Regions from separate parts of the Rattus norvegicus genome. Here regions 1 and 3 are each linked to region 2. The links are chromatin contacts, called in public Hi-C maps. All regions are on one chromosome and are shown on one strand. The core of a region is the stretch at or near the end of the contact, and the rest is flanking DNA. Distances in the headings are between cores, read along the strand shown.

Evidence for each region. A called contact is a pair of places that touch in the nucleus more often than the background predicts.
Region 1: a contact with region 2 is called in a Hi-C map of liver, with 3 times the contacts expected there. The contact joins two enhancer-like sites. A contact is called at or near these places in 3 of 12 Hi-C or Micro-C datasets (kidney and liver).
Region 3: a contact with region 2 is called in a Hi-C map of liver, with 4 times the contacts expected there. The contact joins two enhancer-like sites. A contact is called at or near these places in 3 of 12 Hi-C or Micro-C datasets (kidney and liver).

The regions. Positions count from the first base shown.
Region 1 is chr17:30,801,021-30,805,296 of GRCr8, forward strand. All of the region lies in intron 3 of Slc22a23 (solute carrier family 22, member 23), which reads left to right. Among named protein-coding and RNA genes, the nearest start is that of Slc22a23, 54 kb to the left of the region's middle. Within about 2 kb of position 2,046, at least 8 of the 93 cell types and tissues checked have an H3K27ac peak or open chromatin away from gene starts, as enhancers often do. A contact at or near this core is called in liver, where this site is marked.
Region 2 is chr17:30,640,878-30,645,138 of GRCr8, forward strand. No RefSeq gene overlaps it. Among named protein-coding and RNA genes, the nearest start is that of Slc22a23, 110 kb to the right of the region's middle. Within about 2 kb of position 2,509, at least 17 of the 93 cell types and tissues checked have an H3K27ac peak or open chromatin away from gene starts, as enhancers often do. A contact at or near this core is called in liver, where this site is marked.
Region 3 is chr17:30,862,550-30,866,483 of GRCr8, forward strand. All of the region lies in intron 3 of Slc22a23 (solute carrier family 22, member 23), which reads left to right. Among named protein-coding and RNA genes, the nearest start is that of Psmg4, 59 kb to the right of the region's middle. Within about 2 kb of position 1,657, at least 13 of the 93 cell types and tissues checked have an H3K27ac peak or open chromatin away from gene starts, as enhancers often do. A contact at or near this core is called in liver, where this site is marked.

The sequences.
Region 1 (4,276 bases), core at 796-3,295, 160 kb after region 2:
ACACACACACACACTTTAATTATTTTCCTCTGGCTCAACTTGGCATGATTAGAGAATCCACAGCAGGAGGAGGAGAGGAAGAGGAGGAGGAGGAAGAGGAGAAAGAAGAGGTGTGGAGACAGTGTGTGATGGGTACTGCCTATAACCCTAGTACTTGGGAGCTTGAGATAGAATGACTGCCAAAAGTTCAAGGCTAACCTAAACTGCAGAGTGAATTCGTGGCTAGCCTGGGCTATAAAATGAGAACCTATCTCAAAAAAAAAAAATGGAAATATTAAACTGGAGCACTTGCCTTTAAATCTTTTCCTCCGACCTGTCTATGAACATCAGAGTTCCTTATGTCACAATGGGGCAGTGAATAGTAATAGATATCGCTAGTAATGAAGTCCCTGTGTGGACAGGATGCTGTAGTACAGAGCACAGAGCACAGTGGACAGTGAGCTTTGCCATCCAGGACTACTCTTCTTAAACTACATCAGTCCTTCAAACAAAATTACTTTTGAAGGCCTATAGGTCATGTGCAGATGTGCTGTGTCTTCTGCACACTAAAAATGCAAGCCCAAGGCCTCCCTGAGAACCTCATGCCTCATCTTTGCAGAAGCTAGGAGACAAAAAAGTGCTTGGTTATCAAGGGCCTTTCAATTTGGTAAGGATAGATACATCTCAAAATCAGAGGAGGAAAACAAAACCAGCAAATACTTTGAGCCTTTGGCATGTTGAAATTATAGGGCTTAGCTGTATTCTCTACTGAGTAAAAAGCCTTACTAAATTGTATGGTTCCTTGTGGGCCAAGTTTTGTCATGCTGGAATTCTAATGCTGCCTCTGTACTTTGAAACAGAACAGTCTATACAGCAAAAGAATCCATAGAATGGTCTGGAAATCGATAGATCTGAGCTGTGGCTTGAGTCCCTCAGATGACTGTGACCACAGCAGATGACTTAAAATCTGCCAGCTTCTCCGGTTAGGGGATGGATTTTCTAATGTGTTCAAAGCATAGGTCCGTTCCTGGAAGAAATGGGGGAGGGGGATTAGGAAGAACAAACACCTGGAGAAGCTCTTCCAGTTTGAGTATTTCACAACCTTAGAATCCTAAACTCAATCACTAGCGTTGGCGGAATTCCATCCTGCGGAGGTGGAGGTCACATGGAGTGGCTGCAGAGGCCAGCCTAGAAGAGGAGAAGTGACTGGGTGGGGTTAATGGTTAACAGTTTGTCTTTCCTGTGGTCTAAGCCCTTGCTTTCCTGTCAACAACCTGGCCTCACCTGCCCCATCTGCATTTCCCTTCCTCACTGCACATTTACGGGTTTAGGAAAGTCCTGGGATCCGGTTAGACCCTCCGGGATTCTCTGTTCTCATCTGCAAAGACAGGACAGGACAGGACACAGAGCTGAAAACTGGAATTCCTAGAAAGAGTTTGGGATACTAAGAAAGCAATGTACGACAGACTCTTGGATGCCTCCCCCACTCCCCGAATGAAAATAAAATAATGAAATAAATCAATCACTTTGAAAACAAATTAAGAGTCCCGGCTTCTTGAAAACCTTCAAACATATGTGGGGGAAGTGAGACCATACCTGGTTTGCCAAGGTTTGCTGTTAATGAAATGAAAGCCATAGTCTTGCCTGAGAAGACAGGAATCCACCTTAAATTATATAGCGCCATAGAACTGTGCTGTCAGTGACTCTTATTCAAATCACTGTGCCATGCCAGATTTGTTCTGTTTCAAATGATTCTTTTTTGGCAGCTCATGTAAGACCTACTTCTTCCTTTATTCCTTCTGTGTGAAACGTTTGAAGGCCAGGGAAATAGTAGCTTGTCAACTTGGGTATATATTAAACCCTAGGCGCCATCAGGCTCTGAGGTTTCAGAGGCACACACCTTCCTGTCTCCCAAGACACTCAGAGTTCAAGAAGGGAAGATCAGGAATGTACTCTGATTGGACTAAGAGCATTTGCATCAGAAAGAAACTACTGAACTTTGGCTTTTGTGTTCATTATCTGGTTCTCAAAGACCAGGGGAGCCCAGTGCCTTCTGGGTACTGTGGATCATTAGAGTTTGGCTGGAGCCTAGTGCATTTTGGGTACTGAAGGTCATTAGAACCTGTCTGGAGGCTAGAACATGACTAACAAAACCTGAGAAGTCTCCCATGAACTTAGGATAGTAGCAAGTCAATGAAGGAGCCCAAGCAAGAGAGGAAACCCTTTAAATGTTTGATTTAGAGGAATCACTCGGGCTGTAAGCAGTTGTAATCAGGCCAACCTTGCCGGCTGAGCTAGAAACTGAGAGCCTGCTGCAGTATCTGTGTAAGGAAGAGGAGATAAATAAAGGCCAGGGCAAAGTGGGATCCATAGACCAATAAAAAAAAACTGAAGTATGAGGAGAACACAGAAAGATGAACACATAACTGCTTGCACCTGGATAGATGCGAATATGTATATGCATACGTGTACATGTATATGCATACGTGAATGTGTGTGTTTCCCTCAAAGTATAAGAGACAACTTTTGATCCCATGTCCTACTGAGTTTGAAGCTACTGACCGTCCTTTCTTCTGTGGGGTGTGGGAAGGAAAGATGATGATTTCTGTTTTAGGAAGGTGATTCCCCCGCGAGCATCTCCCAGCTTAGCTTTAGAAATGACTTCCAATTCCAAGTCCCAGCAGCAAGGAATGTGGGGCCTCAGCATAAAGTAGCAGCTGAAATCTGTGAGCAAAGCTGAGATCACCTAGAGATCAGGGTGTGGGAGAGTGATGGGTGCAGGTAAAGAATCAGTTGAGCAAGACAGAAAAGAATGCCCTCACTGGCCACTGGTGACTCAGATAAGCTGGTACACAGGGAGCCAAGGAAGGGGCAGCATGTTTTCAAATGATGCAATTCATGGAACAGTGTCCTTTGGATGAAGCAATAAGCATGTCAGAGGTAATTGTGGCAAAGGCAACTTTAATTCAACTTAGTGAATAGTATGAGATACTTCAAACATAGGGTTTAATTCATGTCAGCCTCAGAATATTATCTTGTTCTTGTGTCATATGTCTTGCTAAGTAACTTATAATGATTTTCAACTGTTGTAAAACATATATACATCAAATGTTTTACTGTTTCAACCATTCTTAAGCATCATAATTTATACTTAATGTGACTCATCCTTATCTTTGTACAGAAGAATAATTTTTGATATTAGCAGTAGTTTGTTATTATTGGGTAGAAAAAACTGGATTATAAGGCATGTCAATAGTGATTTTTCCCTTCAAGTCCCTGAAGCGCATTCCTACGTGCTTCATAGACATCTAGACCCATAGCCCAGGTGCAGTTGTATTCTTGCTTGATGTTGTCCATACTTGAAAGGCAACGTATGACAAATCGCTATGCTCACCACTTGCTTTTCTCCTACATGTACCCAAGTATGCACACACGTACACACACACACACACACACACACACACACACATACACACGTATGACTCCATGTAAACAGCTCATAAAGAACTGGATCTAGCCAGCATTTGGACCATAACCCAATCCCACTGCTCTCTAGTCTTGAATGAGTCCGTTTTCTCACCTCCAAGAGCTCATGCCCTACTTCACTCCCTAAATTATTGATTCTTGGTGTCGTAAGTATGCCAGTCATCCATTTCTTCCATATTTTTATTTTATTTTTCATGATACCTGGGGGGAGGGGTTAATTGTATCAAACCAGTGCTCTACCACTACACTATATCCCTCACTTCCTGAAGCCTCCAGCAGCATGTTGAATGTGTGTGAGTATGTGTGCCTCTGTGTGCTCGTGCGTGCGTGTGTGTATGTGTGTGGTGTGTGCGTGAGTGTGTGTGTGTGGTGTGTGCATGAGTGTGTGTGTGGTGTGTACGTGAGTGTGTGTGTGTGGTGTGTGCGTGAGTGTGTGTGTGTGTGGTGTGTGCGCGTGTGTGTGTGAGTATGTGTGCCTCTGTGTGCGCGTGCGTGCGTGCGTGCGTGTGTGTGTATGTGTTGGTGTGTGCGTGTGTGTGTGTGTGTGTGTGTGTGTGTGTGTGTGTTATTTAATTTCAGAGACAGGGGTGACCTCTGTAGCCTGAGATGGGCTTTTGCTTACAGTATCCTCGCCCCTCAACCTGTGCAGTGCTGGGATTACAGGCATTCACCATGCCTCACTTCCCTTTCTATATTTTAAAAATATTAACTTACACAATGTGTGCCTCATTTTTAAGTCAACTGTTCCTTGTGCTTTGACCCGAAGGGTTGTCTGACTTACTGAAAGAGATGATACTGGATGCTCTCTGTC
Region 2 (4,261 bases), core at 1,259-3,758:
TCCCTGTTCCAGGCATCCCCAGATGTTTCTAAAGAATTTCCTGCACTATTGAACTAAAGGTCACTATTTCTTACAGTGTGTAACCCACCAAATAGCACTATAGAATTTTCTGTCATTGAGGGAATTTCATTTATTGGATTTTTAATTTACATTTTAAATGTTATCCCCTTTCCTGATTTCCCCTCCAGAAACCCCCTATCCCATCCCACCTCCCCCTGCTTCTATGAGGGTGTTCCCTCACCCACCCACCCACTCCCTCCACCTCCCTGCCCTGGCATTCCCCTATACTGGGGCATCGAGCCTTGGCAGGACCAAAGGCCTCTCCTCCCATTGATGCCTGACAAGGCCACACTGAGGGAATTTTGTAAAGCATATATTTCAAGTTAGACACAGCAGGGGAAGAGCTCCATGACCCTGTTTTTCACCTGTGGTGACATTAATGATCATAGTAATTGGAATTTGACAGAGCAGCTCCTGCTTTCCATGGCCCCTGTGGGCTTTATATCATGTGTAAAGTCACCTTCTGCATTGCCGTTAATGGTGTTGACATGTGTGCTGCTGTGAGCAGTGGATAATTCAGGAGAAAGCAGTTGTGCTCTCTTTCCTTGGTATAAAGGGCTCACAACCCTCTTCTGACTTTTGAAACTGCCCCAGAGCTCCAGTGGCCATGTATTAAACATCATTTGGTCTCCGAAAAAGGACATCTCTGGGGGCAAGACATCTAACAAAGTTGGGAGATCTATATGTATTGAATAGGACAGCTGCCTTGGGCATGGGCTCCTGGTCAGTAGTGCTTTCTCAGAAGTAGCATGACATAGTAGTTCTCAGGGGAGCGTTTTCCAAAACCCAGCACTGGTGTCCATTTGTTAAAAACAAAACGATTCTGTGAAATAAGTCACGCACATGGACACAAATAAGTTCTCAGCTACATGAGGAATCTGACAAATGACTTTCAAGAAAATAGAATGGGACAGCAGTGAGTAAGACCTGATAAGGGTGTTGGGAGGAAGGAAGGAGAGTAGACACGAGGAGGAGCATCTAAGCGGAGGGTAAGGTCCTCCAGAGCTCAGTTGCAACAGTGGTTGACAATAATTAACTTGAGTATTTCAAAACAGCTGGTAGCCAGAGATGTAGCTGAACAAAGAGAGAGAGGGAAGAGGGGGGAAGGGGAGGGGGAGAGGAAGAGAGGAGAGAAGAGACAGACAGACAGACAGAAACAGAAAGAGACACAGAAACAGAGAAAGACAGGGAGAGACAGGCATAGACAGAGGTGACTTCAATCATTTGACCTCTGACATTTTTATTATGTATTTTGTGTGTGTGATAGAGATGGGAAGCTATGGTGTACATGTGGAGATCAGAAGACAAAGTGTGGGAGTTGGTTCTTTCCTTCCACACTGTGGGTCCTGGTGATCCACCTCAGGTCCTCAGGCTCGCTTGAGGCAGACATCTTCACCAGCTGAGCTATCTCACAGGTTCTGACAGGATTTTGAACACTCCCAACACAAAGAAATAATGAAATGTCTGCACTAGGAATGCAGTTATCTAAAATTCCTATGTCTTATCTTCCCAATCTTCCCCCAGCAAGCTGTGGAGTATGACGGTCCTATGTCTTGTGTCCTGCTCCCAAGTACCTGTCAAGGGCCTTTGGTGGAACCTTTTAGGGCAGGGATAAAGATAGAGGAAACTCCTGTCTGAAGGAAGAGCTAGCTCATTTGCTCTCTCTCTCTCTCTCTCTCTCTCTCTCTCTCTCTCTCTCTCTCTCTCTCTTTCTCTCTTTTTCACCTGTCTGGCAGAATGTCCTCTTTGCTTTCCTGGTCAGAGGACAGGGATTGGAAAAAAGGCACCCAAAGCCTTGTTGCTGACGCTCCTTAAACCTTCCGTAGTCCTTCTCCACCCAGGTTCTTATGGAGATTGCATTCATCTGACTGTGGTCTATTCTGTGGTCAAAGAGGCTACAAAAACATCACATCATGGATGCAGGGTTATGACTAGGAGTCCCTTCAAAACTCATGCTATCTTTGCTTTATCCAGACCCAGGGAGAAGGGCTTTACTTGGAAAACAAGCAAGTTCTTTCAGAAGGCATTGCTCTGTGAATGACAGCTCTGCTACTTCTTTGGTTGGCAGCTGGTAGATGCTCTGTGACCCAGAGCAGATCTTCGTGTTCTAAATTCTGGGGTGACCCGCTTTAACTCTTGGTCACAGACAGTGGTGGCCAAACTTCTGTCCTCCCTGCCCGGCTGGCTACTTATGCAGTCATTGAGAACAGAGCAGCTGCAATAGAGTCACCACTTGGAAACTGTCCAAATTCAGACCATGCAGGTCAGAAACTCCAGCAAGCCCTGCGGGGGATTCCCATGCACACTAATGGCTGGGGAAACAGGCTGACATAGGCTGGCAACTAGAACAAGAACTGAGCTTAGAGGATCGGTACCCCTACCCTACAATGTGCTGACTTCCTGATTACTAGCATCTGAGGGTGGAGGGCTAGTCAGGTCAGGCCAAAGTCCCCAGGGGATGGTCAACACAGAGTATTGAACAAACACCACATGCTGCAGACCTGAGGCAGGTTAAGGTAAGTCATGCGACAGAGATCAAAGGGCAACGACCCCTTGGGGATTGTGAGTAGAGCTGCCGGCCCACCTGAGCCACCTGTGGCTTGGGCAGTACACAGTGTCCCTGACACTGTTGGTCCTCAGCCGGGACAGATAGAAACTGCCAGAGAATTTCATGGCAGAGACACATGCCTGCATCTCTCTGTTTCCTCTTATGGAAATGGAAAAGTCTCTCTGCGCTATAACCACAGCAGTGGTTTGTGGGAAGTAAGGGCAGAGAAGCAAAAGCTGTCAGAATTCCTCAAGTTGGAATGGCAGATCGCCAGGGAGATCATTGCAGCAGACACCTGTGTGCAGGGTAATGACATCCATGACAGTTGTCACTCGATGAAACATACAGAGCAAAGAATGACATGCTACAACTGTATTTGTTGCTTAGCGTGGTGCAGAGAGAACTGATTGATTCAGCAAATACGGCATCTTAGGCTAAAAGACAAACCCTCCCCATCTGAAGCAACAAGACACTAACCAGTCTGTTTGTAGAGAGCAGAGGACAAGGACAATCTAGAAGGCAGTGCTCAGTGGGATTTCCTTTGTCATAGCTCCAGGACCGCATGGAGACAGGGTGACCCATTAGAATGTTAACAATAAGATTCAGGTACAAGAAAGGAGTAGTTCAGACTGCTCAATAGTTACACTGTCCTGTCTCAGCTCATGAGAAGATAAAAGAATAATCCAATGGGGCCCAGTCTCCTCTTCTGTCCCAGAATCCCCTGCCTTAAATTTCCCCTTATTCCTCAAGAATTCAGCTCAAGTTGGGGAAACAAGCAAAAGCCTGATGGTCAGACTCCAGGCTAGTCGAGCTTCCGCCGTCAGTTTTCTTCCTTCCTCCTGGGAGTCCAGGCACTTACAGCCCTGTGTGACTGACAGAACTGAGGTCAAATGAATATCCCTTTGGTAGCTCACTCACTTGCTCTTTGCATACCTGGCATGTACAGGACATTGTGGGGGCAGTGATGAGCTAAACAGACACATTCTCACCCTCGGGGATGGGAGTCACCATCAGAGGCACATAGATGTCAATCACACAGGTCGATAGATGTCAATCACGGGAGTCGGTCCGTCTTCCTAAGAAGTCTGTTGCTGGGTGTTACCTCCATGACAGACCTTACTTCCAGAGCCCATCAGATTTAAATTGCTTGCTTTCCACCTATTTATCGTGGACCCTGTCATTCAGAGCATTGCTGTGTTCTAGGCACCATTTTAAGTTCTTTATGTATGCTTCCCATTTGAGTCTCATGGCAGCATTGTGGCAAAGGGACTTGAGCCCTTTCAACCTTGTAGATGAGGAAACTGAGGTGTGGTCAGATACCGTGAATAGGCATGGCTGTCTGTCCTTCTGCTCTCTGTGTCTTCACACTGGTCACAACCCTCCTGTGCCTCTCCCAAGGTGACTCCTGGGAAGCTGCTGTTTATCTTACAGAATCAGAGAAGAGCCTTCAGCATGGCTCCAGGATCCTGAGGGCTGGTCACAGATTAAATCATTCTTCACTTCTCTCACCCCAGGTAGTCAACAGCCCAGAAATGACTAGACTTTGAGGAACGTGCTCTCCCACTGCGGAGATGAGCTCCCTGAGGAAAGGTGACCTTTGTTAAGCATCTGTGGCACTTATTTCCTACATACTGTCACAGAAGCGGCTCTGGT
Region 3 (3,934 bases), core at 407-2,906, 220 kb after region 2:
CATACCAGTCAGTTGGTAGGTCTTAGCTAAGAGGAAAGATGAAGTCCTCCTCAGGGAAGGAAGGCTTGGAGTTGTCGTGATAATAGCAGCTTTCTACCGTGGGATGCTATTTGGGACTCTGTGCCCAGCAATTTCAGGCTCTCTTGCTATAATAAGGATCCCACAATCACATGGCTGAAGGCCTGGTCTCCAAGGTCTCAGGGACTGTGTCCTTGCCCATGGCAGTAATTGTTAAATGTTGCCTATACTTCCAGGCACAGCCTGCAGAGAGTGGGACAGGAAGGAAAGAGCTGTGGGACACCAAGGGGCCAGAGGCAGCAGCTGCAGTTTTCTCCCTTGCTGAGGAAGGGGTGGGGGAGGTTTACAAACACAGAACAATCTTCTACGACCATGGTTCTCAACCTGTGGGCCGCGACCCCTGTGGAGGTTATGTATCAGATATATACATTATATATAGTTATGAGGTAGCAACAAAATAATTTTATGGTTGGGGGTCATCACAACATGAGGAACAGAATTAGGGACTGTCTAATTCCTAAGAACTGTCCTAAGAACATTTAGTGGGCTACCAGATGGGCTCAGTGGCCCGAAGCCTGTACCAGGAGCTAGGATACAGGAAGTGGTGCCTGGGAGAGCAGGGTCTCCCTTTACTTCCTCTTCTTCTTCCCCAGGCTGAAGTGGGCTGCTAATCTATCTGAGGTCAGAGGACAGGAGTCTGTTCACTGAAAAGCCCTAACCTGTGTTGTTAGAATGGAACTATGCCTTTGAATCAAGTTCAGAACTGCTCTTCCTGGATTCCTGTGTGAGAAAAGGCAATAGAAGGAAAGACACATCTGAGTGAGGGCTGCATGTCCAAGGTGACATGCCTTAGGAAGGGACCTGTGTGACAGGAAGGAGGGGCAGCTCATGAGCCTCACCCAATCTGTACCCTCACACCCTGGGGACAAATACTGACCCAGAAGACTGGCTTCCCAGGTAGCTTTTTCCTCCCTTTAGATTGCTCACCTGGGGCATGTATTGCAACACCACAAAGTCAGATCTCTGTGCAGTCACAGTTCAGACTGTCCCCTGTGTGGTGCAGCTACCAGACTCTGGGTGACTATCGTTTCCAATTTGCTCAGGGAAACAGAAGCGAGCACAAAGGTAGCTTTCCTAGAACCGAAGGTGCGAAGACTGTATTTAAACATCCGACTTCCCACCCCTCCTCCCACCCACACACCAGCCTTAGTCTTTACTTCAGCCAGTCCCCGAAAAGCACACTTTGTTCCAAGGACACGGATTCTAAGAATTTGTAATTCTCTGGCTTAAATAGTGTCAGCCAGTTAATATATTCCTTTATTGCCAGCCAAGCCAAATCCAGAAGAACCCTGTGAACTCAAAGAATTCCAGAACACTTTATCCCAAGAGCATGTCCTCTTCTCACTACCTTCTGTCAGCAGACACAGCATTTTAAAACAAAGTGGCTCAACTCGGCAGTCGAGGGCTTGCCCAGTGTGCGCCTTGTGAGGACCAGCTTCCACACCCAGTATCTCCAAAAATAAGTATTTGGTGAAGAATAAAGGCTGTGTTCTACTCCGAGCGAGCGTGCCATACGGAGTGGGGCTGGCTTTTCTACAATCAGTGTCAAAGGTTATGTGCGCCTTGTTGTTTGTTTACTTTCAACTAAATGCCAGGATCGCTGACTCCAGGGCAAAGTTAACTGACTATGTCTGTCTGTGGGGCTCCCTAGGATGTGGAAGGAGAATGTTAACCCCTTGCTTAACTCTGACAAGGTTCAGAAGCCAGGTGAATGTTTTGTCATTCCCACCCCAGAAGGAGCTCTGGGTTCCCGCTGGGGCTTCCCAAGGCATCTCAGCATGAATAGTTTAACACAGAAAGGTCCTGAGCCAGTGATCTAGAACCTAACAGGGATGGTCCCAGCTGTCACTTAGGGTACTGCTATCTACCACAGAGGTGCCGTTCATAAGCATGAAACATGGGGCATCTTTTTAAACTGTGTCCCGAGAGTATCGCTCAGCTGTACCGTGCTTGTTTGATATGTATAACTCCCATCATTGGAAATAAAAGAGAAAAGGTACATTATCTAAGCAACAGTTCCGCACTAAAATCAGCAAAGCATTAGGCTTTAACACGTAACAAGGACACATGTAAGTGGCCAAGGGTGAGTAAAAGGGGAGATACATTTTAGAATCTACACTTAGTGCGTGGACAGGCTAGAGGCATCTCTGGTAAGAGCTTTCTCCAGTCCTGGCCCCTGATGTAGAGTGTCCTTTTAGCACCTTAACAAGGCTTTTTCTGCAGTTAGCCAGCAGCTCTTATTACTAGACCACAGCACGTAGCTGCCATGAAAATGCTTCTTCATGGTGGGTCTGGATCCTCCTGATGGCTGCACCTCCCCCTCACCCCCAGACTCTCTGAGCAGCCAGCACGATTGGTTCCTGCTAGCTCTGCTTTGACACCACCACTTTAAGGGGCAATGTTTGAAATACGATCCACCTATGTGTCTGACCTTGCCTCAGTCCTGTGCTAGAAGCAGGGATTTCCAAGTGGGTGGGGCCTCAGGAGCTGTTTGTTCCCCTTTCAGACTGTCCCTCAAAAATCCTGGTGGAGTGGAGGTAGATAGGACGGAACCTCTTTTCTCTCTCCTCAACCTTCTAATTCCCGGTGTGAGCTGGGGCCACTTCTGAGGCAGGCTGCCTGGAGGTTCCATGTGCCCCTGATCAGCTGTGCTGCTGTCTCATCACAACCTGCCTTGGATGCGGTCCCTCTCCCTCCCCTCCCCCAGCCTCCCCAGACGTGTTGGCAACACAACTTACTTTTCTTCCAAGAAATTTGTGCCAGTTGGTAAAAAGGCAGGTTTTCTTGAGTTGCAGCCTCCGAACAAGTTCATAATTCCTCCAGAGCTGTCCCCACAGCCTGGACTCACACTGCCGTGGCCACGACTCCCGTTATTTATGGATCAAAGGCCTTTGCTCCATCTCACAGGATGTTCGAGTCTCAGAATGTTCAGCAGTCCCTCTGCCTATCAGCAAAGCATTGCTAGCATCTTGGCTACTTTTCTTAACTCTCTGACAGAAGCTGCCTAAGAAAGGGCTCCTTGGGGCTCACAGTTGGGAGGCAAGCCGTGCTGTGGGGGCCTAGAGTAAGGCTGCTGATCGCATGAACGCTGGGGCTCCAATGGCGCCCTCCTTTCTTCTGCTCACTCTGGGACCCCAGCTCATGAAGTGGTGTCAGCTACATTTAGGCTGTGTCTTCCCTCCTCAGTTAACTATCTCTGGAACTGTCCAAACTCAGGTTTACAGTGAGGATTAACCATCACAGCCAGTTTCAAAGGGTTGCTTGTAATGGGCCCCATTGCAGCCTGAGAAGAAACGTCATTTTAATAATGGGATTTTTGACGTGGTCTTCTTAGATTTACCTGTTTGTATCCCTTGTTTTGTGTTTTGTTTTGCTCCTTGCAAAGCTGGGAATCATGGACCCTACTCTTAAGCCAGTGCTGAACCACTGAGCTACGCCCCCCAACCCCTCAGTTCTGACCTTCCATGAAAGAAAAGCTACAGAGGAACAAAAAGGAGCACCATTCCTCTTCTCTTGTCTTATAGAACAAACTTCAGGCCTACTCTGAAAGAAAATCTCACTGGGTCAGGTGAACAATATATAAAACCAAATGTGTCTCACTGTAGATCCTAAGACCAAAGTGACTGGTGAGGGTTGGACTGTCATCTATAGTAAAGATGTGTACGGCTACTGCTTGGAACTGCTGACAGATATTTTCTGTGCTCTTCCAAAAAGCCTGATTTCTCACTTACAAAAGGAACACTCGATCGATGGCAGGCCTAAAGTGCATGTGGCTCCTTGATAATTACTTTTTGTTTTCTTCACGTTTTTTTAATAGCTACCCTCCTGACACAGTTAGATTAAGACAGTTGAAAAG